2 separate regions of the Mus musculus genome follow, and region 1 is linked to region 2. Evidence: chromatin contacts called from public HiChIP or PLAC-seq data. All regions are on one chromosome and are shown on one strand. Each heading gives the region's core, a stretch centred on a gene start, on an enhancer-like site or on the middle of the called end of the contact. The rest is flanking DNA. Distances are from core to core; before and after follow the strand shown.

Region 1 (5,159 bases), core at 1,528-4,027, 530 kb before region 2:
TCACACAACAAAATTAACCAGTCCGATTATACAACTCAATGGACTTTAATACAGTTAGAACAGCTACATGAAATAGAAGCTGTGGAGTTACAATGGGGTTTTATATTTTTACTATGGAATATGCTTTTATGTACATATCCTCCACAAAAGTGAAATGTTTCACCAGTTAAAATTAGCATCCTTTTCCTAACTTGTGTTTAACGATAGATGTACACGTGTAAGCAAGTACACATGTGCTTTCAGCATAGCACAGAAAAGAACAAGAAAAGCCAAGTATTAGAGGAGGGGGAAGGACTGAATGCTGGCAATGAGCACTCAACTTTTCAATCATGTTATTCCACCCCTGTCTTCCATAGGCTCATGGCTATTTCATAGTACAAAATTAATCTGTTTTCCAAATTCAAAAATCCACAGTCTTAACAGTTTTAGTCTTAGTCAAAACGATCAAAGCATCATCGGAGACTCGAAGTGTCACAGGGAACCCAGCAGAGATGACCACTCAGACACAGTGACTCTGCAGATACAATGATAGCCAATTGAAAGTCTTTATTCCAGCTGTCTGGGGTGACATTCAGATATTCAGGAACCCAGGTCTAGTCCCCAGTATCCAGAACATGGGGTTTTTGGAGGTCTGTCCTGGCATCTCACTTGGCAACACTGGGAGTGAGGTACACATAAGCAAGCAGGTTGGCAGAGCTAAGATGAGTTAACAAGGACATCCTGACCTTGGGTCCTAAACTAGAGTTGGTTAATTTTTCATGGGACTCCCCATCAAGGAGATGAAATTCTGCTTAAACCCGAGATGGCCTCAGCAACAATACAAACTGGTGGAGCCTGTGCATGGTCTTGCCCAAGGGACAAGAGCTTACCTGAAGCTTCTTCTCTGTTGGCTGTAGTTGGCCATGCAGAGGATGCAGGATTTGATGTGGGTGGCAATGCAGTGGAGGATGTGAGCCTGCAAACCCAACCACATACGAATAACAGTGAGTTCTGCTGTTTAAGCTCTCCATGTAGGCTGCACTCCTACAGCTGTAGTGCTTTCTACAAGCCTTTATGGCCAAATCTACTTTCCTAGACAGTTGTTTTCCTGTAGGAAATCCTTTCATAGGCTGTCTCAACTCAGGCTATCTTCTTTCTAATGAATTTTCATTTCTATAAGTTGGAGCCTTCCACAGGTAGGATCTTATCTTTAGGGCCCCTTTCTTACTGCTGTAGTAAAGAGATCAGGTTTTACTTCCAGGGCACTAAACCTCTTTAACACTTATGGCTGCTTGTCTGCATCTCTAAGCTCACACTCTTTTTCCTGCCAAACTGCACACTTTGCAGGTCTTTCTGTTTTCTCACACGGTAAAGCTGACTGCATAGTGGGCAGTAACCACACCAGAGCCTGGGTGTCATCTGGAAATGTCTTCTGCCAAACAACCAAGTCTGTTTCTTTTTAAAATTTAACCTCACTCAAGTTTTCAGGACATGGGCAGAATGTAGCCAGATTCTTTGCTTGTAACAGGAACGCTTTCTAGTCCAGTTTTCAGAGTCCTGGCCTCTCTGAAGCCTCATGAGCTATGCCTCCACTGTCCATGTTTCCCTCTGCTCTGGTCTTCTGAGCTCGCACTAGAATGGCCTGCTGTACCAAGGTTTCTACATTCTAGGCCTTTTCTAGAAGCTTCTAATTTTTATTACATCCATCCACAAAAGTCACTTCCATAAGTCAAGAGCCACACGGTCAGATCTGCATCACATCAGCCCCACATCTGGGTACCAACTTTCTTGTGGCTGGTTTTACTCATGTATAAGAAGCAAGAGAGTGTTTGTTCACCATTTGCCTGGCTATAGACTATCACCTCTTTTGTGGTCTGCCTTTCCTGCCCCAGCTGGCAATATTTGGTATCAGCCCAGGTCTCCCCTGCCTTGCCTTGGCCATAGGAAGCAGAAACGACTCTGTTAGCTGTAGCACATTTCCTTGACTCTGTAAGATACCCATTTAATTCCTGTTCTGTGCTGGGCGACATTTGGTGAGTTGCCTTGTGCAGTGCCTTGCATTAGGTATGAGGTAACTGATTGGATGCATACGCATATATATGCATTGTTAAATTGCTCAAGACAGGGAAGGAACATATAATTTAAACAAGTTAACCTTAAAAGGCTGCTTTTCAACTCCAGCTCAGAGTTGGATAATTTGAAATTCTGATTTCTGGCCTCTGGATCAGCCTAATCTTTCTGAAGTGGATTTAGGAATGTAGTCCCATCCACCCCATAGTTACCACCACCATTTACAGCCTGCCTTTACCAAACAAACAAATTTGAGGAAACCAGAAAAATTCTAGGCAACCAAGCCCCAAATTTTCCATGATTATTTCTTATCATGATGTGACCAAGACATAAAACTTCTTGGCTCTAGTTCAATGCCAGATGATGATTTTGCAGCTGAAGAACGTCTGACACATGGAAACAAAGTTTAAAAACTCATTTTTATAGATAAATATATAGAAAAAGCATGAGCTGTATCTGAGGACATTAATCCCATACTATCTTTGTTTTGAGATACCTGGCACACAGCCATCCTACAGAGGCAGACCATACCAATCTTGTTGGAACAGCTATAGTTGTTGGTGAGCCAAGGACCACTTAGCCTGCCTTCAGTGACCCAGTGCCAACACCCACATCATCACCAGCCATCAAATGGGACATATTTCCACTATTCCCACAAGTCCTGTATTCTCCCTATGCACACACACTACCCCTTGTTATAAAGCCCGTGCCTTCCTGGTTTGTTCTTCCTTCCCCCCTTGTTAAGAAGCAGCCTTTATATACCTCCACCCACGGAAACCTCTCCCATGATCTATTGCTCAGTGTGACTTTGTGGCATTCCTTCGCCCCGATCTGCCAAGAAACCCTAACAACGGTGCTAGTGGGAATTTTCCCACAGCTCTTCCATTAATTTAAGGAAGAAAATAGCATTATGAAAGAGTCTGCAGTTTCCTGGTGAGTTGTTTATGCTGCCTCACTACTAGCTAATGTTGAGCTAGGAACTGATGCCTTCTCCCTGGTCCCAGTTGAGTAGGCCAGACCTTAGAGAAGGAGGTTGGGTAGACTGAGTCACAGATTCATCCGGATGCTTCTCTATTACACGTAGTCCTGTGATTGCAAGGAGGCATGGAGGTATGTTAGATTTTTTTCTTTATGCTTTGTTTTAATGTATGTCTGTGTACTGTGTACATGCCTGGTGCCCAAAGAGGAAAGAAGAGGGCATTGCATCCCTTGAAACTATAGTTTCAACACAACTCTGATCCACCAGGCAGGTACTAGGAGTCGAACTTAAATCCTCTGGAAGAGCAGTCAGTGTGTCCTTAACTACTGAGTCATCTCTCTAGTCCTGAGCATCAGACTTTCTTCTCATTGTTACAAAGAATCTTCATTGGAAATCTGACTAGAATGAGAGATGCCTAAGAGGTTAGTGAATTGTACCTCTGTGATGATATTTTCAGAGGCAATCAGATTGTGAGGACTCTAACCTAATGAGTGGATTTATTCTTTGGCAGATTCCTAGCCTGACGCTTTTATTAGGAGATGTGTGGTAGGAGGTGAGGCTTATCTGGAAGACATAGGCCATGGGCGTGGGCATGGAGCACAGACGAGGGAGCACAGACCTGTATCTTGTTTTGGACTCCTTTTACGTTACTTCTTTCTGTTTCTTGGTCCACAAGGACGTAAACATCTCTGTTTTATCATGTGCCCCATGATGGACCAACACCTCTGAAACAATGAGCCAAGCTCCCTCTAAATTGCATCATGTAATCTGGCCACAAGGACACAGGAGTAACCAATGCAGTCACTATGACCAAATACACCAGAGAAACAATTTGATGGAGGGAGAGCTGACTCTGTCTCATGGGCTCAGAGGTTTCACTCTCATGCGGGAGCCAGGCCACACAAATCATGGCTGCCAGGAAGCAAGGAGATAGTGTTTCCTCCCTTTTCCTTCTTCTTTCTCAGTTTATCAAATAGCATCACCCCGGTTCAGGGTGATCCTCCTCTTGTCGTGCATCCTCCCTGGAAACACCCTGTAGACCTGGAGTGTGGTTTATAATCTCCTGGATCCTCAGTTCAATCAATTTGACAGTAAGAGTTAATGGAGATAGAAGGCTTACCTATCCCTACACAAATGAGGCTGTGGTTGTGGATAGCCATCTGATGACCAGACTGGGCCAGATCTGGTTGAGGCAATTTGTAAGACTGGATGGTGCTGAGCAAGGAGGTTGTGGTGGGTGGGATGTATTTTTATTCCTCGATATAGTTTACATACAGCACTAGTCTCATACAGGATGAAGCATGCACACCAACACTGTCAGCTTTGGTAGCAAAATCTTAGAACAGTGGAGTCCAGGTATCTTTGGCACAAATCAGAGATATAATGAAGAAAACACCTGATACAGTGATCAAGTTATAGACTAAATATATGTTATCAAAATAGGTGGTGGGCTGGAGAGATGGCTCAGCAAGGGCACTGACTCCTTTTCCTGAGATCCTGAATTTAATTCCCAGCAACCACATGATGGCTCACAACCATCTGTAATGGGATCTGACGCCCTCTTCTGGTGTGTCTGAAGACAGCTACAGTGTACTCCCATACATTAAATAAATAAATAAATAAATAAATAAATAAATAAATAAATAAATAAATAAATCTTTTTTTTTTTAATAAGTAGGTGGCTTGCTGTGAATCTGGTCTACACGAGCAAGCAACCAACACTTTATGGCTTTGTCTGTGGGTTTATGTTCCCTAAATACAGAAAGACTATTCTGTCATCTGATGGAAATTAAAAAATGAAAAATGAAGATAAAGGTAACAGTAAGGAAATTTGGAAATGTGTTGGTTTCATACCACAATTAAACTATTAATACATATCTCTTTAATAAAATTGTCTCAAAATGTCGATGAAAACTCATATTCTTCTCACCTCTGTTGTTGTCCACTTCTCCATTTAAGCCAAAAAAAGGAGTCAAGAAAACATATCAACCTCAAGAGAAAATATTCAGGCATTTTAGACATTCCAGTGGTCCGCTTTCCGGTGTAGTTCAGTATTTGACAGTGGTGGAGGACATCCTGAGACAGCCTGCAAGAGCCAACTGCAGACACCAAGGTGCATGGCTAGTTCTGT
Region 2 (5,868 bases), core at 3,155-5,654:
GAAAGAGGAGGGGTAGTCAGGAAAGGGAGGGAATGACTACACCTCGATGCCTCATTGTGCTGTCTATTGCCCAAAAAGTCTCAAGGAGACAGATGCAGCTTTGTTATTGGTGAATACACCAGCTTAGTGGCACAGGTCATCTCTGGCCAGACTGTGGAGAAGGAAAATGTATGTTAAGACTGTTCCTCCAAGAGAAGACTAGAGAGAGAATTAATTTACCCATCTTCAGTCTTGTTGACCAATTTCCGAGTTACATCAAATGTCCCATTACTCTATAGAAGTCAGGATCCCACATCCTGTGGCGTGATGCTCATTCATGTCCAGAAGATAGCAGGAGCAAAGACCCGGAGAGTCAGCTTGGCCATCAGCTTCCTATCAGAGCCATGTCAGAATTAGTATTCATGGCCAAGTTAGTGCAAGGCTTGAATCTTGCAGACAGATGAGGGCAAGAGAATGAGGGTACCTGAGATGTACCAGGTGAATGACAGGATCCTGAGATATACCAGATGAATGACAGGATATTTGGCCAAAGGGAAACCATTTCCCCTCCATCCCAGACAGCTTCCCTCAACATAGCTGTCTTCAACTTTTAACCTATCACAGGGATGGACATATCTGAAGAATAGGAAGAAAAAGCTCCTATACTTGGGCCTCTATAAGTGACTGATGGTTGCTTTCATGTTGCTGTGATAAACACCAGCTTAGGGGACATCAGCTTCCAATTCCAAGCAATTGTCCATCACCAAGGGACACTGAACCTGGAGCAGAAACCATGGCCTTTGCCATCAGATGATCATCTGTCAGCTCAGACTATTGGGCACAGAGGCTGGATCATGAGGCCAGAAAAGATGGGAAAGGATCCACTGTTAACCACCCATCGTCCTTGCCCTTAACAGAAATCCTGGGAGAAGAGGGTAAAAATAAAGGGTGGATCTCACAATCCTGAGAAAACAAATAATCCAAGGTAAGGAGAGCCACCTACATTCAGATGTTGTCTCCCATGGGCAACCCAGTAATGATGCCTGCTCATTGGTTTAGGGCCCAGACATATCCAACAAAATACAGCGGCTACTCTAGGATTCCATATTCACAGCCTGTGGTGGTTTGAATAGGAACGGTCCCCATAGACTCTGGTGTTTGAATGCTTGGCCATAGAGAGTGGCACTATTAGGAGAGTGGCACATGTTGGAGTAGGTGTGGCCTTGTTGGAGAAGTGCATCCCTGTGGGGGTGGGCCTTAGGGTCAAAGAAGCTCAAGCCTGGCCAGTTTGTCTCACTCTCCTCCTGCTTCTTGCAGATCACATTGCAGAATTCTCAGTTCCCTTTCTAGCACCACATCTGCCTGCATGCCACCACACGGCTCACCATGATGACAGTGGACTAAACCTCAGAAACTGTAACCCAGACCCAGTTAAATCTTTTCCTTTGTAAGAGTTGCCATGGTCATGGTGTCTCTTTACAACAATGAGATCCTAACTAAGACACAGCCTCTGGCTCAGACTGCCAAGATGTGTTGTTTGTGTTTCACTCCTCGGGAGTCTAAACCTCACCCAGCTGCTCACTCAGTCCTTTTAAACAGGAACAAATGCCAATGTACACACACACACCTTCCCCACCCTTACCACAGGCCTCTCTCAGCCTCATTCTGCCTTTCCAGGAAACAGGACCTGGGGGGCAGTGTCTTTGCCCTAAGATGGATCTAAGGCTTCCCCAGAGCCTTCTGACGTTCTCATAGTTGTCCGTCACTCCATCACTTGAGGCCAGCCTGCCTTTGGGGAACTTGAAGGAGACTGTAGTCTTGGGGTGTGTTATAGGGCAGGAGAATGCAGGTTCTTCCTATTGGGGTTCATTCAGACTTACCTGTGTTTTCTATCAGTATCATCCAAACCTGGAACTTAGCTCTTTAACCATGTGATCTTTCCTCTAAAACAGCTTCGACATCAAAGCACAAGTTTATACGTCACAGGAAAGATTTGTCTTGTGTGATTGTCCATTCTTTCTAGTTCTATTAGTAATGAAGTCAGCCTTAGATTCCTTCAGGTATATTGAGTGTGGGAACTCAATAATAGAATAATAGTGTGCACCAAGGCACCATCCCTAGCCTCACTGAGTTCCCGGAACCTCCCTGTGCTAGATAAACTTCTGCTGTTGGTGGAAATCTTGGAAGAGCAAAGAAAGGAAAGTCTGTGCTTTGTAAGTTAGGAAGAACCCAGAGGAAGTTACAAATGAGTCAATGCATACCAGCTCTAACAGAAAGCTGTGCCTCTCCCTGCCAAGGGAGGAGTGAGTAACCTGAGACACCCTGCCGACGGCCAGTGCTCCACTGCATTCTCTCCTTCTCTGCTTGCTCCAACACAGACTCAAAAGAGGCTGTCCTTGGGCTACTAGAACTATATGGTGAAACATGATAACCAAAAGCAAGTTGGGGAAGAAAGAGTTTATTTGGCTTCTTCAATATTTTTCACACAAGAGTTCATTACTGAAGGAAGTCAAGGCAGGAAGTCAAATAGGATGAAACCTGGAGGCAGGAGCTGATGCAGACGCCATGGAGGGGCGCTGCTTACTCGCTTGCTTCCCATGGCTTGCACAACCTTCTTTCTTATAGAACCCAGGACCACTAGCCTAAGGATGGCACCACCCACAATGAGCTGGGCCCTCCCTGAATCAATCACTAATTTAAAAAATGCCCTACAGCTGGATCTCATGGAAGGTATTTTCCCAACTGAGGTTCCCTCCTTTCTGATGTTGCTGTGTTAAGCTGACCTAAAACTAGAGATGTTCATCTTAGGTGACTCTAGACTGTGTAAAATTGATGAATAAACCTAACTAGAACAGTTATTTGGGGAGAAGCAGGAGTTCTCAAGATAAAAATATGGGGCCACTATGCAAGCCCTGAGGCAACTGCAAGCCCTGAGGCAAGAGAGGCAACTGAGAGCAAGCTGAGCTTACGGTTCTTGGAGGCGCAGGCAAGGCTGAGCCACTTCATAAACAAATCCAAACTTTTTGTAAAAGCCACTCTTCCCTTGGGCAGAACAGCCTGTTGTGGATCAGATGTCAGTGGCCCCTAATTTCTACCCACCCCTCAATGGGAGGTGTTAAGAAACGGTGGCTTTGGGATGGGCCTGGTGGCACACACCTCTAATCCCAGCACTTGGGAGGCAGAGGCAAATGGAACTCTGTGAGTTTGAAGCCTGATCTACAGAGCAAGGTCTGGGACAGCCAAGGCTACGTAGAAAGATCCTATGTCAAATAACAAAGCAAAAACAATTAAAAAGCAAAGCAAAAGATGACGTGTGGGTCATGGGATGGGAGTTGGTCGTGGTAGCTGAGCCCTCCTCAGTGGGATTAGTACCCTGTGAAAGGGGTGAGTGCTCTCTCTTTTACCACACAAAGAGAAGTGGGCTGGGAAATCCATCTTCTTGGATACAAGAAGCAGGCCATCTACAATCCAAAACTGGCTAGACCTGCCCAAGTCTCAGACTCCTCACACCCAGCACTGTAGGAAACCCATTCCTGGTGTGCGTGTCTGTCTACAGGATCGTGCTGACGGTGTTCTGATAGACTAGAAATGCCACAAGGCTATAGTTCTAAGCAGGCTGGGGTGGGAGAGGTCACTTGTACCTGGGGGAGCAGAGCAGTCCCCACAGTGAACTTATTCACAGAAAAACTTTGGGACTGGCCTCGGAAAACCCTTGAAGAGTAGAGAAAACAGACTGGCCAACCACAAGATCAAGAGGGGCAAGGGCCAGCAAACCAGCACTAGAAAATGGACAGCGGTTTACCTGCAGGGGGACGGAGTACCCTGAAGCTACGATCAGATCAATTCTGAGTCGGAGCTAACTAGCCGCTGACTGGTTAGGCCTGGAACGGGGCCTGGCATTCTACCAGGCAGGATGGAAATGAAGACAGATGTGGAATAATGGAAAGAGGGGGGGAATCACCATAGGAAGAAAAAGGGGGATGAAAATGACCTAGAAAATACTCAGAGTAGTACATTAAGTGTCCAAACAGGCCAGGCTTCAGAGACACCCCTCCTCCCCTCCCCATCCCCGTGAGTCACCACTTGGGAGTTGGCAACAAAGTTGCAGACTCAGATGGGAATGGAATGGGATGGAGAGAGCGAGGCACCCCAGGGAAAACAGAAATGGCCCAGTAGAGTCCCATGGAGAAAGAGGCAGGAAGTCAGAGAATAAAGAAAAAGGCTACTTATTGAGCAAAAGTGACAGATGAAGATGTGTGTGTGTGTGTGTGTGTGTGTGTGTGTGTGTGTGTGTGTGTGTGTGTGTGTGTGTGTGTGTGTATCCAAAGCTCAAACCTTGATGAAGAGGACAACCAGCCCTGAAAACAAGCCTCTGCTTTACCTATGTTAAATTCTCAAGCATCATTTCAAGAGAACTATAGCCTTTCAAGTTTGCTTATATGCACTGTCTGTTACCTCCCCCTAGTGACGGAACTCGTGAATGTGTGAGAGGAGTTGCAAGTGAAAGTTGCAAGTTAAAGGATGGATGGCAAAGGTGATGCTGATCATGATTGTGGTGGTGGTGGTGGTGGTGGAAAGACTTCCTTTTGTTTCTCTAGTGTGTGGGGTCCCTCCGTGTGCTTTTGCAGGTGACCGTGTGCATCTGGACAGCTCTGGGAACTGCATATACTCTCCCGGCCACTCATCTCATCTGGCACTGCTTTAGACTCAGGCTTCTTTAGCCTTTTGATATTAAAAGCCAACATTGTCATCTAGAAATTTACACCTGATAACTGTGTGATCAGGTTATAAGAAAAAAAATCAGAACAAACATGGGGCTGGAGAGACACTTCAATCATTAAGGGGACTTTCTGCTTTACAGAGGACCCCAGTTTGGTTCCCACCACCCACATCAAATGGCTGCTCCAATTCCAAGGGATCTGTGTCTTCTTCTGGTCTCCAAGGACTATGGTATGCACACATACACTCAGGCACTCACACACAATTGTTTTCAATTTTATATTGCAAGCAAAACTTTCCAATGTTTGTTTACATGTGTTCATTGTGTGTTGTGTGTACTGGCTACTTTTAGTGTGTGCATGTGCATGTGGGTGCATGTGGGAGCCAGAGGTGGACATCAGATGTTTGTCCCTTCTTAGTCTCCACCGTGTGTGTGTGTGTGTGTGTGTGTGTGTGTGTGTCTGTTGTTATTTTATATGCATGGGTGTTTTGCCTGTAATGTGTATCTGCACCTCGTGAGTGCCTGGTGTCCTTGAAAGCCAGAAAAGAACAGAGTTACAGATAGTTGTGAGCCACCAATGTGGGTGCTGGGAATTGAAGCCCTGTCCTCTGGAAGAGCAGCCAGTGCTCTGAACCAGAGCCAGCTCTCCAGTTCCTCCATCTTTATTTTTCAAAACAGGTCCTCTCGCGGAATCTGAACCTTATCACTGCACCTAGGCTGGAGAGTGGAGAATGGCTCCAAGTGCTTCTGTATTTCAATACTTGGTTCCAGTTGGTAGAACTATTTGCAAAGCAGTTTGGAAAGAAATGCTTGCTAGGAGGTGTGGCCTTGTTGAAGGTGAGCCACTGGGGGCAGCCTTTGAGAAAGGAGAGCTCTCTCCCCTTCCCCTCTTCCTCTCCCCTCCCCGCTCTCTTCCTTGTGCTTGTCAATTAAGATGTGAGCCCTCCTCTACTGCTCTAGTGCCCTGCCTGCCTGCCTGCTGCCATGTTTCTCCACCATGATGTTTATGAAGTTTCTTTGGCCATGATGTCTTATCACAACAAGAGAGAAGTAATTAAGACAGAAGTTGGTACCAGGGAGTGGGCTGTTGCCTTGAGAGGACCGATCATTCTGTTTTGGGGAGAAATGTGGAAGACTTAGGACAGAGAAAGCAGTAGAATGCTGTAAGC

Evidence for each region. HiChIP or PLAC-seq counts read pairs in DNA pulled down with a chosen protein or histone mark.
Region 1: a CTCF HiChIP or PLAC-seq map of the NIH/3T3 cell line shows a contact between it and region 2, with 7 read pairs. The contact joins two enhancer-like sites. A contact is called at or near these places in 1 of 15 datasets of contacts at CTCF or cohesin (the NIH/3T3 cell line), 4 of 484 Hi-C or Micro-C datasets (3T3-L1-derived adipocytes, bone marrow-derived macrophages, cerebral cortex and 1 more) and 3 of 115 datasets of contacts at active chromatin or transcription factors (the NIH/3T3 cell line, astrocytes and heart atrium).

What each region holds. Positions count from the first base shown.
Region 1 is chr14:48,275,814-48,280,972 of GRCm38.p6, reverse strand. It overlaps a transcript of Peli2 not described here. Among named protein-coding and RNA genes, the nearest start is that of Gm52144, 73 kb to the right of the region's middle. Within about 2 kb of position 2,777, at least 14 of the 459 cell types and tissues checked have an H3K27ac peak or open chromatin away from gene starts, as enhancers often do. A contact at or near this core is called in the NIH/3T3 cell line, where this site is marked.
Region 2 is chr14:47,750,182-47,756,049 of GRCm38.p6, reverse strand. No RefSeq gene overlaps it. Among named protein-coding and RNA genes, the nearest start is that of 4930538L07Rik, 4.4 kb to the left of the region's middle. Within about 2 kb of position 4,404, at least 43 of the 459 cell types and tissues checked have an H3K27ac peak or open chromatin away from gene starts, as enhancers often do. A contact at or near this core is called in the NIH/3T3 cell line, where this site is marked.